Regions from separate parts of the Cricetulus griseus genome. Here all the other regions are linked to region 2. Evidence: chromatin contacts called from public Hi-C data. All regions are on one chromosome and are shown on one strand. Each heading gives the region's core, a stretch centred on a gene start, on an enhancer-like site or on the middle of the called end of the contact. The rest is flanking DNA. Distances are from core to core; before and after follow the strand shown.

The links. Hi-C and Micro-C count contacts between places; a contact is called where the count stands out from the background.
Region 1: a Hi-C map of the CHO-K1 cell line shows a contact between it and region 2, with 4 times the contacts expected there. The contact joins two enhancer-like sites. A contact is called at or near these places in 4 of 8 Hi-C or Micro-C datasets (the CHK-Q cell line, the CHO-K1 cell line and liver).
Region 3: a Hi-C map of fibroblasts shows a contact between it and region 2, with 4 times the contacts expected there. The contact joins two enhancer-like sites. A contact is called at or near these places in 4 of 8 Hi-C or Micro-C datasets (the CHL-YN cell line, the CHO-K1 cell line and fibroblasts).

What each region holds. Positions count from the first base shown.
Region 1 is chr4:167,717,511-167,721,459 of CriGri-PICRH-1.0, forward strand. Peak1 (inactive tyrosine-protein kinase PEAK1) reads right to left here. Exons shown (of 7, transcript XM_027415020.2): 7 at 1-3,949. Among named protein-coding and RNA genes, the nearest start is that of Tspan3, 48 kb to the left of the region's middle. Within about 2 kb of position 2,186, at least 2 of the 6 cell types and tissues checked have open chromatin away from gene starts, as enhancers often do. A contact at or near this core is called in the CHO-K1 cell line, where this site is marked.
Region 2 is chr4:168,057,172-168,060,981 of CriGri-PICRH-1.0, forward strand. No RefSeq gene overlaps it. Among named protein-coding and RNA genes, the nearest start is that of Lingo1, 72 kb to the right of the region's middle. Within about 2 kb of position 1,895, at least 6 of the 6 cell types and tissues checked have open chromatin away from gene starts, as enhancers often do. A contact at or near this core is called in the CHO-K1 cell line and fibroblasts, where this site is marked.
Region 3 is chr4:167,788,200-167,792,020 of CriGri-PICRH-1.0, forward strand. All of the region lies in intron 3 of Peak1 (inactive tyrosine-protein kinase PEAK1), which reads right to left. Among named protein-coding and RNA genes, the nearest start is that of Tspan3, 120 kb to the left of the region's middle. Within about 2 kb of position 1,797, at least 1 of the 6 cell types and tissues checked has open chromatin away from gene starts, as enhancers often do. A contact at or near this core is called in fibroblasts, where this site is marked.

The sequences.
Region 1 (3,949 bases), core at 936-3,435, 340 kb before region 2:
ATCCCGTCATCTAAGAAGCAAGGTGAAAAGGCTTGGCTTCTTTGGTATAACCTGTCTAGGACCTTGCATTATGGCTCTTCGGACTTCCTTTGGGGCACTGGTTTTGGTCCATGGTGTCCCCACCTATTCACTGCTGTGAGTGTGGGCAGATGGACCCCAGTGTACACTTCAGCAGGAGTGGTACTTGGGTTTGTCTCAGCGCAACACTTTGGGCCTTTGAGGATATGAGCTTCAATGAGGTAAATCTAATAACCCAGTTTTATGGGCAGCCATCCTGTTCACTTATTAGGCTGGATCAGAATCTCAATCCTTATCCACTAGTGAGGGGAATGACAAGCATGCCAGAGCTGGCCCAGGGGGCTGAGTTCCTCTTGTTCTGTTTCCAAGTGTGTGTATGCTTTATATACTCACGATTACTTCAAATATAATGAAGCCTCCAAAATCCATCCCAGCTTTTGAGACTAGCCTGTATCTTTTCAGATGACTCTGGGTAAAAGCTAAGGGAAAATCCTGACTGCAGGTCACCAGCTAATGTCTGGTGATTTTCCAGTACTGGATAAATTAAACTTGGAAAGCTGAGTGTTAGCCTTCCATGACCTACTACTACTTGGGCTTCAAGATCTTTCATGGAACTTTGCGATAGCAGGAGTTTTTACTCTTAGACAGATCGATCTTCCTGGAGGTTTAGATTTCCATGTTCATGAATACACCCTGAGCTCAGAGGCAGAACTGGCACTTCTTACAATGGGAGGCTGCTCTGACTAGCTCTTGAGTGGTGTACTTCTCGGCCCTCAGCACTAGCAGTTTGGGAGTACGAGTGCACGTTCCCCAATGACGCATCCAGACCATCTCTTGAGAACAAATCCTGAAACCCACTGCCATCGCTTTGCCTTCCAATCTAACTCTGCTTTGGGGTTGGTGGTTTTCATGAATCGCATGCTGTTTTCCCACAGGTTTTGTTGCTCGTTTGCTCATTTAACTGCTGTCTCTTATGGTGAACTTTTGCACACTCTGTGGGTGTACACATCCCCAAAGGGCTCTCCTCTGTGGCACAGGAGGCTGCTGGTAGCCTAGGCCTTTCCAGGAAATAATTCTTCTTCCCATGGCTAGATGACTATGCTAACAAGGCACTCTGAGAGACATTTACTCTGGCCTGCTATAGCCACAGCTCTGTTTCTCTAGCACCCACATGTGCTGAGATTGCTCATGTGGCTAAAGGAAAAGCTCCAATAGGGGCTCAGTTGTTCAAACTCTTAACATAATGGAAGAATCTATGGCATAGACTTTAATAGAACAGAAAAAAAAAATCTGGTCAATGCAGCTGTTACTTGTGAAAACTTCAAGCACTACGCTAGTGACACTCCAGAATTCATAATATATGTATATATAAAAGGTGTGTGTGTGTGTGTGTGTGTGTGTGTGTGTGTGTGTGTGTGTGTGTGGCTGCAGAGGGTAGGGTTTCCTTCTAGTCAATGAATGGATTAAAATCGGAATATAAAGTATCTGTGGTAAAGTTATATTGACTGGATTTCATTATTTTGAGACATTCTCAGAGGACCACCCCCTTCCTGCCTAGAAATACAGTTCTCGTCTCTGTGCTGACCAAACCTAGGACACGCTCTTCCCTCCCCCTCACATTCTGCAGCCATCCCCCAGAGACAAGTCACACAGCCACCGTCTCCGGGAAGCCCGAGGCTCTTCTCTTGTTAGCTGGCTTTCATTTTTGCCCTTCACTAGTGTGGACAGTAAGAGACACATGGAAGGAAGAGCGCTCAGTTTAGCAGTGTGGTCAGACAGTGGTAGTGGAAGTGTGCGTGTGTGTTCTCCCGCATCGTGAAAGAAGGCTGGATCCAAGGTAACGGAAAAAAAAGAAAAAAAAAAAAAAAGAAAAACAAAAGGAAAGAAACCACTACTGACAGAACAAACAGAGGGGACTAGGGAATACTCTGCATTAAATATGTAACCTCATCAAATAGTCAACATTCAGATTTACACGGGAAGGCACCATGAGAGCGACATTGAGAAGGTATGTCTCCATTTGCAAACATTGTGGGAAGTGAAGGGCTGTGCCAGCTGATGTGGTCCATGGTCTTTATGCTGCCAGTTCAGTGCATAATTAGGCAGGGAGTTATGTGCACATGGGCTACGTAAGAGGAATCAAACCCCAGCCTGCCAGGCGTGATGCAGCCATGACTCATGGCTGCCCAACTCCATGGTCATGCTATCTAGAAGAGACAAGACTCTCTGTGAGCCAACTAGCCCTCTTTCCTGGGAGTTCGGAGTCCTAGCCAGGAACACAAGGCCATTCTCCATATGCAGCCTCACACGTATTATTCTCTTTAAAAATGCATAATAAAATACATTCACCTTTTTCGATCCTCTTTGATAAGGGTGAATCACATGAAAGGCTGTTAAAAATGTTAAGTCTAGAAATTTCCAAGGCCACTAAGGTGCCACCCAAGTAATACTGCACAATCAGTCTTGGCTTTAAGACAACCCTGCGCTGGTGGATTAGGGGCTCCCCGGGGTTCTGCACTGGCAGGGTATAGAGAACATGTCTGTCAACCCTGCCACAGGTTGCTTCCCTGGAGGCCTGGCCCCTATCTCCAGCATGTGCGTGCACACAGGCACACATGTGTATACGCTCACCATTCAAGTGACTCTTGGGATTTCAAGGTTGAAGTAAACAGATACTCACAGTTTTGAATAAAACAAGTGCATGAGCATACAAACACACACAGGTGGAAAGAACACTTGCTTCTTAGCGCAAGTATGTGCCACGGGAAGTAAGGTTTCTGTAGTTCTCACTCAGGTAAAGTTGCAACATAAACACTGTAATATACAGATTAAAAATACATACAAAAATTGCACATAATTATGGGAGAGCACAGGTCCCACGGGAACAGCTCTCAGCCATCCACTGCAGCCATCAGCCTTCCTGTGAGCTGAGCTCCAGGGCCACTGCAAAGTCTTAGGAGCACTCACTCTGGGAGGCAGTCTTTCTGAAAGAGACTGGCATCCTTAGGAGCAGGTCAGCCATCTTAGTGGCCTTCCCCTCCTCCCTTGTCTTCTGGCCATTCAACTAGCCAGCTTTGAGGTGCTTTCTGAGGCGATGTTAATGCTAAGTGGACAGCCATTTCAATTCAGAGATGTTGTCTACAGCATTTGGCAGGGTAGTTAATACTGGCTACTGATGGAAGGGAGGTGGCCAGTTACTGCTTGTGGGGGAAACTGACTCAGGCACCACCAGCCCGGCTGCCCTGCTGATCGGTCTGACAGTGGTCAAGAACAGTACTTTAAAGTCTGTTCCCTGAGGGCCCCTGGAGGATTGCACACACAAGGACATTATTTCCTCATGTCCTGCCAACTATTCATAAAATCTGAACTGCATTCCATCCTGCTGAGGCACTGGTGACACCACCTTTGGTCAGCTCTGGAATGGGCCACAGACTTCAGCAGGCTGGGACAGAGTAAAGGTAAAGGACAGCCAAGCAGTGGCAGTGGGGTTACGGCTGTCAGGCTGCTCTCTGTGCAGGGTACCTTTACTGAGAACAAAAAATGGAAATGGACGACCCATGATCCAACAGACAGGAATCTCTCCTCCCCCTTCACCTTATACCAGAACAAAGGCTTGTCTGTTGCCAGTAACTAAAACTAAGCAAAATGGCATGTCCTCCTGGGAAAGAGGCAGTTATTGATACTCTAAGGAAGAGGAAGCTGCTGTGTGAGCATTACTGGATGACAGCTGATATTGGTGACATGCACTGCTAGCTAGTTAGGAGAGGCAAGCGTCAGAGTTATGGAAGAGGTGGACACTGCTTACTAAGTTCACTCCACTGGAGCTGGTCCTTCATGAATGTGCATTTCATTTTTGACCCCGTATTTGTGGGGCTATTCAGATGACAAATGTTCCAAGGGAAGGTGATTGCACGGTTGTGCAGTTGAATTT
Region 2 (3,810 bases), core at 645-3,144:
CAAACAGGCCAGACTGTGGGCAGTGGTGGGTCCTAGCATTAACCAGATGTGGGGTGGAGACTCAAAAGCCTGGGAGAGGGGAGGGGTGACTTTGTCTGGCCAATGGATCAGGCAGATGAGTGGATCAGGCTGAGCAGGCCCTGATGCTCAGGGACTGGGCATATGAGGGTAGGGGTTTGGGTGATGTTAGGATGTTGGGGGAGCTCTGGCAGGGATGAGAAGCTACCCAAAGGCTCTGGTGGTGGTGGTGATGATGATGATGATGATGATGGTGGTGGTGGTGGTGGTGGTGGTGGTGGTGTGTGTGTGTGTGTGTGTGTGTGTGTGTGTGTGTGTATACATGCATGCGCGCACGTGCAGCCTTCCAGCTCCCTCCTCTTAGCCAGCTGTCTCTAAGCCTTGGTTTGCAGATCTGGAAAATGGTGTACCTACTTCTCCCAGCTTTGCAGCAAACGCCAGGGCAAAATAACATCTCTTCTTTTTATCATTTCCCTGTTTTTTATTCTCTTTTTTTTAATTAATTTTTTTCTTATTTATGTGCATTGGTGTTTTGCCTGTATATCTGCATGAGGGTGTCAGGTATCTTGGAACTGGAGTTAAAGACAGCTGTGAGCTACTGGTGGTGGGTGCTGGGAATTGAATCTGGGTTCTCTAGGAAGAACAGCCAGTGCTCTTAACCACTAAGCCATCTCTGCAGCCCCAATTTTTATGCTCTTAACGAGGGACCCTTCCATGTGTATGACTTAAGTGTTGATGAGTTTTAATAAGGGACAAGATTATTTGCATCATTCTGTAGACAAGAGATGGAAGTAGAAAGGTCTGGGAGGAGCCAAGGCTTCCGAGCACTGCTTTCTGCGTGTGTGCCCTAAGTCTTTCTCAACTATCTGCCCTCTCCTGGATCTGAGCAACTAGGAGGGCTGGCATGCTGGGACTCAGGCTGGAGTCTGGTGTGGACCTGTGCTGGGTCAAGCAAGCTTCCCCAGCCCTAGCTCCTCAACAACCTCTTGAATTCTAGAGACCCAGGGACACTGTAATCCTGAAAGTAAGATCAGTTGTGAGGACCTTACAAATGTGGAGGGGACTCTCTCTCTGTCCTCTTCCCTGCTGGTAATACCTGCCCTGGGTCAAAACAGTACTCAAGATCTCCCCCCCCACACACACATACACCATGCGTGTCCTAGTCTCTTCCTGGGCTTTTGGCTGCTTGCTCACTCCTCACCCCCAAGCCTGCAAAGCCTTGGATCTGCTGCTCTCCTCAGCATCTGGTTCCTCCTCAGGATGCAATGCTTGCTGTTGCCCCTAGCAACTGAGTTCCAGGCCCAGACTGAACCTCCTCCCCTCTCCTCTGGACTTCTGCTTTCTTCTTCCTCCCTTCCCCCAACCTTGGAGCCAGTGCCCAGACCCAGAACTCCCTCAAAAGATCAAGTACCAGCTGGGTGATCCAGCCAAGGTCTCTGACCTCCCTGGCTTGCTAGGTGACCGATGAACATGGTCAGTACTCTACTGGCCTAGCAGATTTGGAACTAGGCAAGCAGGAGACTGACTGCTGGAGGTATCGGGGTGCACTACACTTTCAAGTGGAGCTCTCTGCACACCCCAGGCCCAGAATCAGCACCCAGAGAGAAGGGAGTTGATTCCAGAGGTAAAGAGAGATATTTGAGAGAGTGAGCTCCCAGGGCTGGAGGTATGCAAGAGGAGGCTTTACAATGATGGTGGTGGTATGGCCCAGGGCAGTAAGACCCACAGCCCTAACCTGCCTGGCTGTCTCTCTTAGCTATAGTTATTTTCTTTTCTGTCCCCATAGCTCCCTTTTTCTCCACTCTGTCCCCTCCCAGAGGCTCCACACATCCCAGTGGAGTCCCAGAGAAGATAGCATTAGGGAGAGGCTCTTGGAGAAAATGACATCATCGACCTTGACCTAAGGGCAAGTCCAATGCTGGGCACAGGGAGACATAGCAGGGCTCTGCAAGGCAGTGGACACCCAACCCAGTGCTTTCCTGCCCAGCAACTTTATCTTGAGACACACACAGCTACCCTGAAGCCCTGTTCCACTCTCCACCCTCAGGTCTCCTGAATGGCCCATGGTGTCCAGCTGTATCTGTGTCCCCCTCCTCAACTTCCTCACACTCTTGCCTAGGCCTCTACGCCCCCTGTTCCTCCCCTGGGGAATGCTCTTCTCTGCTTCTCACTAGGATTCAGCTGAGAGGTGTCTCCTCCAGGAAGCCTTCCTTGACTGCCCAGGTTGCCTGGGGTGTGCCTCTGCTAGTTTCTTGTCCCACGCTGGCTGTCTGGCAACTTTCTCACCCTGCTCAGGAGTCACAGCTTGTTTACAGTTTTCTCCTGAGGGCACCTGGAAGGTCCTCAGGCCAGGAATTTTGTGTCTAGTGTTTGCTAACAAAAACTAAACAGGAAGACTAGCTTAACAACACCCTGCCTCTCTCTGGATCTGTTTTCCCATCTGGAATGTGAGGGAGCTGGGCCAGGGCCTGTGGTTCCTATTAAATAGCAAGGGTGACCAACTCTGGGCTGTTAGCAGGGTCAGAAGACTGTCTGACTCAGCTTCCTGTCCAAGTCCCAGAACTGAGCAATGGGATCTTGAACAGTGACAAGTAGAAACTATGGGGTCTGGAACAGCCTGAGACAGCCAGCCCTGGGCTCTGGGGTCCCTGGGACTCTGCTGCCCTCCAGTGGCTGGAGGCCCCTGGGCACTTAGAATCCTTAGTTTCGGGCTATCCACAGATATCTAAAGTAATAAGGAGTGGCAGGAGCATGTTGCTGTCACTCAGAAAATTAGGAGCAGTTACTAGAGCAGAACTTGGGTATCCCAGGCCCCAATACTTCCAGTCTCTGGATGGGGTACTGTTCTTTTGCAAGAGTCAAGCCTGGGGATGGTCCCTGCACCTGTCAACCTACCTCAACTTTGGTGACACTTGCCATGTGGTAGCCCATCTCTGCGGGTCATTCTCAGCAGAATCTCTGCTGACCCTTTGTGAAGTGCTCTATGATACCTGCTCAGGGGTCCTTCCAGATTCAGAAAACAGTACTGGGGGTTAGAAGGGTGCCTTAGTCCCCTCCCTCCTTAATTAATCAAATACTTAAAATAATGGTGGTGGTCATGATTGATGGACAGAGCATAGCTAATTACCCTGGAGATTAAAATGACTGTTTCTGTTTAAAAAGGCTGCAAATGAGTTAATTATTTCCTTTGCTCACCTCTCTAACCTTGTTACACTTCTAAATGAATAGCAATATTGATCTTGGAACTGATTTTGGTGTTCCACCGCCCGAGCGGGTTTAATTAGGGTTTGAGAACGCTGCAGTGCCTCCTCCTCTGACCGGGGAAATTAGCCTTGGGTTTTACTTACATTTCATAGCCGTGTCCTCCACACAGACAGAAGGGCTGCAGCAAGGCAAGCGACGCCTGCCAGATTGCCGGCTTGGCGCTGCCCTGGCTCCCAGCTCTTCTCTGTCCGGAGAGTTTTGCACTGACCCTTGCCTGTGATCTCTTGCAAGATTCGGCAGGAAGGCCCTTGGGAGCGGCTCATTTTTTCGTCTCCTCTGTCACACCTGCAGGCCTGCAGGCTTGGATGTGATAGCGAAGGGCCCAGTATCACGGGGTGAGGAGGGGGCAGGCCAGGGACCTGGAGCTGTCAGGTTTTCACAGCTCTGGACCTTGATGGCAACCAAGCTGAATAAACAGTTCTCTGTACCTGCTCAGCTCTTCACAAGCCTAAGACCCCCGGTGTCCTCCATTGTCACCTCAGGCTCCCTCCAAGTCTCTGCTCCTCCGTGTGCTGCCAGAGCAAAGGC
Region 3 (3,821 bases), core at 547-3,046, 270 kb before region 2:
AACCCTGAACGATAGTTTGCCATGCTTGGATTGTCCTCAAATACTGTTTGCTTTGGGCAGAAATGCATAACCTATATAAGTCTTAAAATACTTGTAGGATTTCCTTTTCAAAGAGTAAGAAATCCCAGCAGTCATGTGTTTTCTTAGCTCCATGAGTTCATGACTCTTCCGTTTTATATTATCTTCTGTCACTATCATTTCAAACATATTCTAATAGGAAATGGCTCAAGTCTCTCTACATTTACAGGAGATGATATTTTCTGATTTGCTAAAAGCACTAAAAACTGAGCAGCAGGTTAGATAAGGAGGCAGCAAGGCACAGACAAAACCATGGAGAAGGTACCTTGAGGCGAGTTTATTGTCTGACACACAGCAATCAATGACAAACCTTAATCATCTCCCACAGAAAATAAGGAAATGATAGAGAAAATTTGTTCCTTGAAAAATCAACTCAAAGAAGAAACTAACTGAAAAAGTCTAAATATGATCCCTTTGGAGAATTTAGGGATTATGATAAAATGCATGATTTAGGAATGCCTCTTCAAAGTTGAAGGCAACATACACTGCCTTCTAAAATGAGCCTAGAAGACAGAATTTTGAGATACTGGTGCTTGTTTATGATTTATGACAATGGTTCTTGCTTAAAATGAAAGTATTACCCCAAAGAATCCTTAGGAGAGGGCAAGCCAATAATAGAAACAACAAAATTTGCAGTTACAGAGCAGAAAACCTCTCTAGTGGCAAAGGCAATTTTTATTTTACTATTTTCCTTGGGCTCTTGCTTAAAAATCAAGAAGTAGAGTTTATACAACATTCAAGAAGAATTTAATTAGTTGGAATGTAATTAAAAGTAAAATGACATGAACATTTTCATGATGAGGTTTCTATGCAATGATTGAATAATCTTTAAAAATTCCATTACTATGGTTTAATAATTTCTGATAGGCCTATTGCTTTAAAAGTTTTGGTCATATTAGGCAATTTAAATGAAAAATATTTTGGGATAGTATTCAGCATATGAGCAGGTTTTTGTAAGAATCTCATGTTCTGGGGCTGGAGAGATAGGTCAGCAGTTAAGAGCACTGGTTGCTCACCGAGATGATACTGGTTTGATTCCTAGTGTCCACACATCAGCTCACACCATATGTAACTCCGGCCCCAGGAGATCTGACTCCTTCTTACCTCTGCCGGCACCGGGCAAAAACAAAAACCCCCCACAAGTTAAAAAAAAAAATCCCCACATACACAAAATTAAATGAAAACATATTTAAGAAAAAACCCTCATATTTTGAAATAAAACACAGTAAGACAAGATATCAAACCCAATCATAAATCTTAGTTCAAACACAAAAAGGAATCTTGCTGGGAAATAGACCCCTGACTCAGTGAAGGGAAACCAATGACTTATGACAACACAAGTGGACCAGTCAACTTCCAAACTACTATGATATACAATCTATTACATAACTCTGATAAGTACAATTGATTAATGCTCCATAAATCTACAAAGGAAGGAAGGGAGGAAGGAAGGAAGGAGGGAGAGAGCAAGCATGATGCCCCGTGAACACAGCGGGCATGACTGATTTAATGTGAAGAGTGCTGAGCACACTACCCACTATGAGGGCACAGCCAGCTCTAACCAGAAGACTGCATTAATATTAAAGCTTTGTCTGATTTGAAACAACACAAAAGTCAAAAATAAATACCAACTCTGACAAAAAGCAGATGAATCAGATGTATATGGGGAACAGTGTGGACTAAATGTGACATTTAACACAGTTGTGGTTGGAGATCCAACGCCTGTTTCTGCAACTCTGAATTAGTCATTCATGCCTTTGGCTAAATGTCAGGCTACTTCCAAGGTGCCTGTAATTCCTTGGAAAGAGGCCATGAATATATTAAGATAAAAATGGACACTGAATTAACTTTTCTCTGATGATAAAATAAAATAGTGAAAAGACAAGATTCAGAATATGATATATTCCTTGCAGTACTTCCAACCTAGAAAGAGATAGGACCAATCATTTCTTCTTGGGGAGGAAAAAAGAAAGAAAAAAAATAATGATGCTTGGAAATAGAGAAGCAATAGAATTAAGAAATAAAGCTTATCAAATTATATAATAAAACCTGGGGTTACTATAGACACCTTAAAGTGTGACAGTGATAAAACCTCTTTGAAGAATGTGTTCTTGGCACTGCCAGAGAAGCTAGTAAGCAAGGGAGACCCTAAGAGAGACATACATGGTCCCCTGGAGAAGGGGAAAGGGACAAGATCTCCTGAGCAAACTGGGGGCACGGGAAGAGGTGGGAGGGAACTAGGAGAATGAGAAGTGGAGGAGGACATGATGGAGCAGAAAGTTGAGTCAGGGGAAGAATAGAAGATAACAAGAATGGAGATACCATAACAGAGGGAGACATTTTAGGTTTACAGAGAAATCAGGCACTAGGGAAATGTCTGGAGATCTACAAAAATGACAACAGCTAACAATCTAAGCAACAGAGGAGAGGCTACCTTAAATGTCCTCCCCTGATAATGAGATTGATGACTGACTTATATGTCATCCTATAGTCTTCATCCAGCAGCTGGTGGAAGTAGAAGCAGACACCCACAGCTAAACATTGAACTGAACTGGAATCCAGTTGCAGAGAAGGATGAGTGAAGAGAAAAGGGGTCCAGAGCAGGCTGGTGAAACCCACAGAAACAGCTGACCTGAACATTGGGGAAATCTTATTCCCCAGACTGATAGCTGGGATACCAGCACGGGACTGATCCAGACCCCAGGAACATGGGTTTCAGTGAGGAAACCTCAGAAATCTATGGGACCTCCTGTAGTAGTTCAGTACTTATCCGTAGCATAGGTGTGGACTCTGGGAGCCCATTCCACATAGAGGAATACTAACTGAACCAAGACACACAGGGTGGGCCTAGGCCCTAAAGGATACAATAGACTCTGACAACACCCTATGGAAGGCCTCACCATCCAGGGGGAGCAGAAAGGATATGTGATAGGTAGGGTTTTAGTTGGGTGGTGGTAGGGGAGGAGGGGAGAGGGAACTGGGATTGTCATGTAAAACAATCTTGTTTCTAATTCAAATAAAAAAAATCTGCAATAAATAAATAAATACATAAAAGAATGTGTTCTTGGACCCAGAGATCATGATGTTTAAGAAGACAGGGGGGTGGGCAGACACAGGCAACAACTATCCCATGTTCTCTTGTGGTGGTTTGGATGAGAATGTGTCCAAGAGGCTTAGATGTTTGAACACACAGTTCTTAGTTGCTGGAGCTATGGGGTAGTGATTAGGAAGTCTGGCCTTGCTGACAGAAGTATATCTCTGGGATGGGGGTGGGGGTTTGAGATTTTTAAATCCTCAAGCCACTTCCAGCTTGCCCCCCTCTCTGCTTCATGCTTGCTGCCCCACTGCCCCGCTATCATGGACTCTAACCCCCGGGAACCATAAGCCCAAATAAACTCATTTCCTTAATTTGCCTTGGTCATGGTGTTTTATCACAGCAACAGAAAAGTAATTAATACATCTCTCATAGGTAGGATCTCCACAACAATGAAAAGACTTGAGAGGAGAAGAGGGACTATTTGGCAAGAAGAAGGAGACTAGAGTAGGGGAGAAAGGTATGACAATTAAAGCAACATGGATACTAAAAGATTTCAAAAGGCAGCACAAATAAATTGATTCTTTTTCCTTTCTACCCCTCCCTCCATTTTTTTTATTGGAAATAGATTTTTTTCATACAAAATACTCTGATTATGGTTAACTCTCTCCCAACTCCTCTGAGATCTTCTCTGCTTCTCCCCCATCCA